Regions from separate parts of the Mus musculus genome. Here region 1 is linked to region 2. A link is a contact called in public Hi-C data. All regions are on one chromosome and are shown on one strand. Each heading gives the region's core, a stretch centred on a gene start, on an enhancer-like site or on the middle of the called end of the contact. The rest is flanking DNA. Distances are from core to core; before and after follow the strand shown.

Region 1 (4,454 bases), core at 1,077-3,576, 4.3 Mb after region 2:
TGCTAAGAAGGCATCCCTCTGGTTGTGAAAGAACACATCCAGGGTAGTACCCTGCATATTCCACCGAGACTACAACGGGTGAGTCTGCAACAGGCCGGCAGAGCAAGTGGTCTTAATTGAGAGACCCTGGTTTTTACATCTCTGAGCAACCACAGGGGGCTGCAACTTCACACAACATTCACCTAACATATACCTTCCTTTCCAAATGCCTTCCAGTGCACCTTGCTAAGGTCCCCTAATCCCAGCAAACTCTGGCAACTCTCACTGCTCGGCCTACGGATCCCAGCCAAAAGCCTTTGCAATGGAACTATTCCCCAGATACCCACAAGATATTGTGCTTTCACATCTGCCTATGGCTTCCCTCCAAACTTAACCTCACTGTCTTACCCCACCATGATAAGACGTAAACTACAAACAAAACAAAATGGCCATCCGGCTTCTTTCTTCCTTCGGTTCTTATCTGTGACCTAAGCTGGCTTGCCTGGAATTTACTAAATAGACTAGGTCAGCCGTGACATCAGTGATCTTCCTACTTCTGCCTCCTGAACACTCGGATCCCAAACCTCTGACACCATGCTTAGTCTCCTATATTCCTTTATTCTCCGCACTACCATATTTTATAAGTACTAATTTCAATCTCTTATCACAGATAAGAAACTAAACTCAGCTGGATGATGGTGGTGCATGTCTTTAGTCCCAGCGCTTGGGAGACAGAGGCAGGTGAACTCGGACTTCAGGGCCATCCTGGTCTAGAGGGCAAGTTCCAGAGCAGCTAAGGCTACACATTGTCTGGAAAAACAAAACACATAAGAAGAGGAGGAGGAGAAGTTAAATTCCATGCAATTTACGAATAGAAAAAAACAAGCCAGCATGGTCTACAGAGAGCCAGGGATACAAAGAGAAACACTGTCTCCAAAACAAAACAAAACCAAAAAAAAGAAAAAAAAAGAAAGAAAAACAAATACTTATACCTAGGGCTTGGTGTTTTAGGGCTATAATCTTAGTTACTTGGCAGGCTGAGGAAGGGAGATCATAAATTTAAGGCCAATTTGAGCTATGCACATCCTGAATCAAAACGAAACAAGGTTGAATGTGGTGATGAATTCCATCATCGAGGCCAGCCTGGTCTACAGAGTGAGTTTCAGGACAGCCAGGACTACACAGAGAAACCCTGTCTCGAAAAACAAAAAACAAACAAAAAAACGAACAAAAACTAAACAAGGCTGGGAGTTGGGTGGATTTAACTCTGTAAGGCACTCTTCCTAGCATGTGGGAGTTCAACCCATAGCACTAAAATAAATAATTAAATGTATCCTTTAGTTCACATAGACATTAGTGGTTGCTTACCTTCCTGACCTGTGTGTGCTCCTTAAAAAAAAAAAAAAAAAAAAAAAAAAAAAAAAAAAAGTGAAGCTGAACAAATCGGCTGTAGCCAAACACACATGGCAGGAGAGAAAATTCCTGACTTCAGCCAGTGCTCTGTGGCAATCACAAGCGCACTCACACACAAATACTTTAAAACATACAGTTAAAACTTTTTAAGGCCAGATCTGTGACATTTGGAAACACTACAAAATTTGAACACGTGTTGAGGTCATCGGGTTGCCAGGCTATCCGTGTTCCTCTGCTTCCCCGTCCGGGAACACTTCTTTCAGGGCAGCACAAGACAGACCAGCAGGCTTTTCTGGGGAATGATCAGAGGCACAGAAAGGGCTTCCAACAGAATCCCCAGAAATCTGAACCCAGCACTTCCTCCTTTATAGCCTCGCCGGGCGGCGGCTCGGTTTATAATTCCAGTACTTGGGAGACAGAAGCAGGTCGGTAGTTCAAAACCATCCTTGGCAACACAACCAGTTTAAGACTAGCCTTCGCTACATGAAATTTTGCCATAAAACAAACAAACAGGCCAGATTTGCTGGCACACGCCTCTAATTGCGACTTTAATTGTACTTCCGTAAGTCAAAGTTGGAGCCGGGGTCTCCAACCAAGGAACTGAACAGAAGCGGAAAGGGCGGAGCCGCGTCTCTGCCACGTAAGGGCGGAGAGGCCACTGTAGTTTGCTTGTGTGCCCTCAGCCCCACTTCTGCTTCCACGGCATGCTTTAATCTCCCGAGAAGCCTTTCTAAAACCCTGGCGCATCTGGCTTCAGAATGCATTTGTACAGCGCTGCCAAACTAGGTTGCGTGGCAGAAGAAACGACGATACTTGAGACCTACTCTCCCAGTTCCTCCCACTTCTCAGTGCAGCTATCTTTGAGCAGCAGTGAATCATGGGAATCCCCGCCTTGCTCTCCGAGTATTTCCGGTTCCGGCGGAGGCCGCTCTTTCTTTTTCTCCACAGGGTCGTGGTGGCAGCCGCTGTGGTGCTTGGCTCTCTGAGCTATCCGGTGCCATCCTTGTCGCTGCGGCGACCCTCGCATCAACTGCAGCCATGACCGAGCAGATGACCCTTCGCGGGACCCTTAAGGGCCACAATGGATGGGTAACACAGATCGCCACCACACCGCAGTTCCCGGACATGATCCTGTCTGCGTCTCGAGGTACGGGCTGCATGCCGGGTAAATCACCCGGTGTCCTGGGGACTGCATGAGAGTCTCGTGGTTAAGCAAGTGGCGCGCGTGTTGGCTCGGTTCATTCCCCAACCCAGTTGTTAGTTGGGGCGTGCATACCCCAACTTGGGCCCCAACCGGGACGACCCTTTACACATGAACGGAAACCGAGACACGTCGCGCAACTGTACTCACACCCCACCTCCCAAAGTTGGCGATTTTAAATCTCTCGCTTGCTTCCTGGAGATGTGTTTAAGTAGTTTTACGGGGCTACAAGACGGGCGGAGCAATGATGACCCCAACATGCCATCTGAGTGGCTTTGCTGAAATCCAGAGGCTGTTTCTGAGCTGTTGTCGCCTGGCCCTAAACTATAGACAGTGGGTAAACTTTGTAGATGCCTTGTTCCCCACATTTCCGGACTTGATTGTCCCGCCCTAGGTTTTCTTGTAACTAATGATTTTTTTTCTTTAATGATGTATCTTCATGTGTATTTCCTCCCTACCCACCCCAAAATTATGCTCATTTTCTCTCCTACCTAATACTAGGCTTATTATTGTCCGTTTCTGTGTAAGTTGGTTCGTGGCTAGGATTGTGTCTGATGCTACAATAACGGCTGCATTTATTTCAGTAACTCTCAGGCGGGAAAGGCTGTCTCTGCTCAGCCTACATACACCCAAGTGGTGCTTCTGCTGTTAATTAGTCTCGGGCCCGGACGATGACTAAGGTTAGGGTTAGTTTCCCAGACCCTGCATGGTAGCTTGCAGTCATCTGAAACTAGTTCCAGGAGACCTGACACGCACTTCTGAACACCATAGACACAGGTAGCACACATATGTATGTAGGGAGCCACTTTAAATAAAATACATTTTGAATGTGGAACTTAAGTCTCAATCCCAGGAAGTGTGGTGCCCATAGTCTCACATTACAGCTGAGATCTACAGCTCTTGATATTGTAGAGTAGTAAGCCTCTTTTATTTATAACTTGAAGTTTCTCTGTCCCGTTTACTGGCCCCAGTGACTTTAAGACTGTAAATGGTGCACAGTAAGTAGGCTTATACCAACCTTTACCAACCCTTTTAGACAAGACCATCATCATGTGGAAGCTGACCAGAGATGAGACCAACTATGGCATACCACAGCGTGCTCTGAGAGGTCACTCCCACTTCGTTAGTGATGTTGTTATCTCCTCTGATGGTCAGTTTGCCCTCTCGGGCTCCTGGGACGGAACGCTGCGCCTCTGGGATCTCACAACGCAAGTAGCTGCTTTGGAATCTTGGGGGGAAAGTGGGCAGAACTGAGGTAGATTCGCCGGGGTGCAGTCTCCCCTTGGTAATTGGTCCTTTTGTAGAGGGTAAAGCAACATTTGGGGGTGTTGTTTTAAACTGGGTACCTATGAAGTGTCTCATCTTGTACGTTGTCTTAGATGGGCATTTGGCAGATGTAATAGAGGATCCTAGTGATGACAAGACGACATTGTCAACCAATCCCCCACAAGGGAATGAGGACATGTCCTGCAATTCTGAATGGGTTCTCTGATACATGTCAGACATGACATAGGCTAGTAGTAGGTTCTAAGCCACGTGTGGACTGTGTGGGGTAATAGAGCCTACGGGGCAAGGATGAAGCTAGGAAAAGGCTCTAGCTGGATGGACAAAACCTGTCTAGAAAGTGACCAGGTTCTCCTTCTTAGGGGCACCACCACAAGGCGATTTGTCGGCCACACCAAGGATGTGTTGAGCGTGGCCTTCTCCTCTGACAACCGGCAGATTGTCTCTGGGTCCCGAGACAAGACCATAAAGTTATGGAATACTCTGGGTGTCTGCAAGTACACGGTCCAGGTAAAGGGATAAGGGTGGTAGGGACAGCATGTTCAGGGCTACCTCCCGCCCCCTGGGGACTTGGGTT
Region 2 (4,215 bases), core at 1,009-3,508:
GTTTTGAACTTCAGCATTTACAAGCCACTCCTGTGAAACTCAAAGGTAAAAGGACACATGATTTGTTCTTGCTTTGACATGTCCAGTGTACTTATGGTGGAGTGCTTAAGCTTTGAAGCCATTTTCTTTCTCCTTTAAAAAGACATAGAATGGCAAAGGGCAGAGGTGACCCCCCCCCCTTCCACTAAGGCAAAGCATGAATCTAATGAAACTTTTAAATATTGTCAAAACTCTGAAATTTACCTGAGGACAAAGGCAACCAATTCAAGTTTAGTGTTATATGCATTTTGAATTCTTTATTCTGTGTTTCTGGCCACATATTTTCCTGCCTTAGCCAGCAGTGAAACTTTGAGAGTAAAAGCCAAGGAAAGCTGTTGCTAGCATAGGCAGCTTCCTATTGCAACCATCAGCCAGTGAGGATTTTTACCTAGGAGGCTACATACAGAAGAGACTCATGAAACCACTGCTCTGTGATGTGACAGGTTTAATGGTTATTCCAAGGTGGCCTAAGGGATCCAAACAAAAGTGGCTATAACGAGTTATGAACAGAACCCCCAGAAACATTTAAACCCTGCTATGAAGCTAGTAGGTGACAGTTACCGATAATCATCAATTTGACAAAATTAGTCACATGGGACCATGGCTCCTGAGGACATTCTCTTGATTAGTGTGATGCCATTCCTTGGATAGGGCATCCTGCACTGCTTACGAGTGAGGAACATGAGGCAGTGAGCAGTGACATGCATGCATTCACATCACTCTCTGCTTCTAGACTCTGGGTGAAGTGACCAGCTGTTTCAAGTTCCTGATGCCTTAACCTGCCCCACGAGGGACTGTGCGTTAAACAGTGAGCTGAAACACACCCATTCTCCATAAATTCTGTCCAAGTTTTATCACAGTCACAGAAAATGGGAGGGAGATATGCTACTGTGAACTTTAGTGATGGCTTTGGCTACATATTACTTATTTTACATCTATGAATGTTTTGTCTGCAGATATGTCTGAGCACCACATGTTTGTAGTGTCCATGGAGGCCAGAAGAGGGCGTCAGATCCTCTGGGACTCGAGTTACCAGCTACACCTGGGTGCTGAGAATTGAACCTGGGGGTGGGGTGTTCTCTAGAAGAACAAAAAGGGCTCTTAAGAGCTAAGCCATCTCTCCTGCTCTGATGACCTTGTATATGTAGAGGTTGTGTTTACAGTTTTATAGCAGGGGAGACCCAGAGGTTCAGAATCGTGGGTGTATGTGTCTCATAAGCAGTGGACAAGGACACATAAACATCAAAGAATACTCATTTTGTCTTGTACAGATTGTAAGGTGGAGGCTCTTGGCAAGTTTCCGAATGAGCCAGAATGGTTGCAATGCCTTACAAATCACTTGGTGTTCATCTTCTGTTACCTAGGCACTGCCTAATGAAAGGCCACACTAGTTTCTAGTGGCAACTGATTCTCAAGGGACTAAACTAAAAGCAAGGAACAACAGAGCAAATGGCAGAAGGTAATAGCGAGGCAATGGTAATACAGATGAACGTAGTAATAGATCCCTGCAAAGATCAGCTTAAGTCCTCAGCAAGCTTATATACTATATAGACACAGATCCTGCTCTAAAAGCTTCTACATTTATAATACGGCAAGAATGTGCCATAGTATTAGGAGACTAGAGCAGAACAAAAGGGTTTCAGGGAAAGGGTGTGTGCACACTAATGTGGTTTGAACCTTGAACCAAAAGAAATGGCAAACCTATTTACACCTTTTATTTTCATACAGTAGTTAATCATTTGCACCAAACGAAGGAGCCGGAATACAGTCCCAGGGAGCAATTCCAAACCATTCACTCATCCAGCATTTTACTCTTCGTCGTCCCTGATGCCTTAGAGACGAGTCTTAGTCTAGTCAAGGAGAGAGTTAAAAATTGCTCTGGGTTTGCACGCGGCAGGGACCAGCCTTTCACATTGTCCCACGTGGTCCCAGCAGGTGAGTGTAGGTGTGGGCGCGTGCGGCTCGTGGTGTCTGCGGAGTGAGCGCGAACACGTGTCAGAATGGCTGGGGTCACAGTGCATGTCCCGGTGTCGCCTCACCCTTCCTTGGAATAGTCTGCCGGACCAGCACCAAAGAGAAGCCGGCGTTTCGGGCCCACTCAACGGAGGCGGTGCGGGAAGATCCCGCCGTGCGCGATTGTGAGTGAGCGTGGGCGCACGGGGGCCGGGCGATGGCGAGCTCGCGCGCAGGCGCAGAGCGCGCGAGCCGGCGGTCGCCGCAGAGCGCGGGGGGCGGAGCCGGAGCGCGGGGACCAGGCCATGGCGGCCGCCGGGCGCTGGTGCCGGCGCTCGGCCCGGGAGCGCCTTTGTCGCCGCGGAGGATGGTGACCTCACGGTTCGGGCCGCTTCCGCTGCCTCCGCCTCCCGAGACGCCGCAGCCGAGGCCGGACGCGGGAGAGCCGCCGCTGTGAGCCGCGCAAACCGGGCCCCCCGCCGTCGGAACCGAAGATCTCACCGGAGGGGCGGGAATCGGAGCCGGGCAGCAGCGGACACCGCCATCCCCAGTGCCGCCCCGCAGGCAGGGAGGCTGCGGCTCCAGGTGACTGCGGTCAGCCGGGAGCATCCCGCAGGCCTGCTGCCCACTGCGCCTCCCCTCCCCTCCCCCACCCTCGCTCCTCCCCGCCGCGCCCCCTCCTTCTCCGGCTCTTGGCCCCGGCCTGGTCCCCCTCCGCACCGCGCCCTCCCGCCCACCCCTGAGCAGCGATCAGTCTCCTGCGACCTCCTCGCAGAGCCTCATACTCGTTCCCGGGGCCTCGGCTGCCTCCTCACCACCTTCCATCCTTCTTTCCTCCCGCGCCTGGAGAGGGAGAGAACCCTCACATTCCTGAGATGCCCTCATTGGGGCTCACCCCTCTCTGCTCTCCTGTACCCCGGTTGCAAGGCCTTTCCCGGTCTCTCTGGCAGAGGTGTCCAGTCCGGGCTCCTTTGCTCAGGTTTGCATTTCTAACTTTTCGTCTTTTGCGTTTCTGTTCACTCTTTTTGCTTTCAAGCTTCTTCCCTCTTCCCTGGCGTCTCCTCACCTCGCAGCCCCTTAACTCAGCCTAACCATGTGCAGGCGGTGCAGGTTGCGGGTTTCAGAAAGACCTGCCAAGCCCAAAGAATAGGGGGACCCCTGGCTTAGTGTGCAGTGCGCCTCTCTTCAGTCACGAGCAGCTCATCTCTCTCTTACTGTGTTCCTTTTCCCGCTCGCCATCCCTGGGTTCGCCCTCTCCAGTTCTGCTTTCCCACCCTAGGACCTTTGTGGAATGAACCCCCTATTCTATCTAAGGGTTAGGAACTTGACTCATATAAGCGCGCCTTATGAGGCGCGGTAGAGCCAGCACCCTTGGCGAGGCAGGGAGCACCCGGGCTTCTCTTCCTGGCAGAGTTTCTGCTCCACGTAATCCCCTAGCCTTGGGGCTGCTGCGTCCGTGCCGCGCTGCTGTGCTGTGCTCGCTGCCTGCTTGCGGCGAGCTGGCTTGGGGTTACTACAGTTCAAATGTATCTGAGCAAAGCAGGCGGGGTTGGGGGAGGTGCGGGGAGAGAGTGAGATGGGGCGGGGGAAGGGGCCTTTGCAGTGGGAAGGCATCAAAGATTAATGGATGGCTTTGCATCTCTGTCTGCAGTAAACAGGAAACTAGTCTGAAAGGAAGGGGTGTGTGTGTGTGTCTGTCTTTATTTTATAAAATACCGAGTGTGCAGTTTTGTGAATCTTGAACCAGACCCAAAAGGATGAGCTGCCGGTGCTGCAGTCGTGACCTAGGCTGAGCGTCCAATGGCAGAGGTAGCGTTGTTTTCCTTCTCTGTGTCGGGCCCTTAGGTTGGACGATGGCTCTTTCACTGGAGGGTGGACTCTTATCTGTGGATGTGGTTTCGGAGATGATGAGGAATCACAGGATTGCTAGTAGTTTCTGTGGAAACCAAGTCCCTACAAAGTTAGCTAGCAACACAGTGGGAGTGGGGAGGATTAGCTATATTTAAAACGTGTGCCAGCGCTTATGTAAGGAAGTTCTCTTTCCTGGTCTCCTTTCTGGGCGGAGTTACTTTCGGATTTTAGGGTCCAGCTTCGCCCTCTCGTTTTTGTTTTTGTTTTTTTGTTTTTTGTTTTGTTTGTTTATTTTTTTTAAGGTCTCAGCATCCCAATGGATAGACAGCCTCCTTGTCCCCCATTTGCTTAGATTCAGTTTTAGTTGATTTA

The links. A called contact is a pair of places that touch in the nucleus more often than the background predicts.
Region 1: a Hi-C map of the G1E-ER4 cell line shows a contact between it and region 2, with 7 times the contacts expected there. The contact joins the promoter of Rack1 here to the promoter of Rnf145 in region 2. A contact is called at or near these places in 1 of 39 promoter capture datasets (cranial neural crest) and 1 of 484 Hi-C or Micro-C datasets (the G1E-ER4 cell line).

What each region holds. Positions count from the first base shown.
Region 1 is chr11:48,798,034-48,802,487 of GRCm38.p6, forward strand. It overlaps Rack1 (receptor for activated C kinase 1), which reads left to right and starts at 2,327. Exons shown (of 8, transcript NM_008143.3): 1 at 2,327-2,539; 2 at 3,630-3,801; 3 at 4,240-4,387. The coding sequence starts at 2,431. It overlaps Gm36109 (predicted gene, 36109), which reads right to left and starts at 1,370. Exons shown (of 2, transcript NR_166852.1): 1 at 1,348-1,370. It overlaps LOC115485831 (a small nucleolar RNA gene), which reads left to right and starts at 2,832; the gene lies at 2,832-2,899. Snord96a (small nucleolar RNA, C/D box 96A) reads left to right here and starts at 4,000; the gene lies at 4,000-4,076.
Region 2 is chr11:44,516,698-44,520,912 of GRCm38.p6, forward strand. Rnf145 (ring finger protein 145) reads left to right here and starts at 2,259. Exons shown (of 11, transcript NM_028862.4): 1 at 2,259-2,577.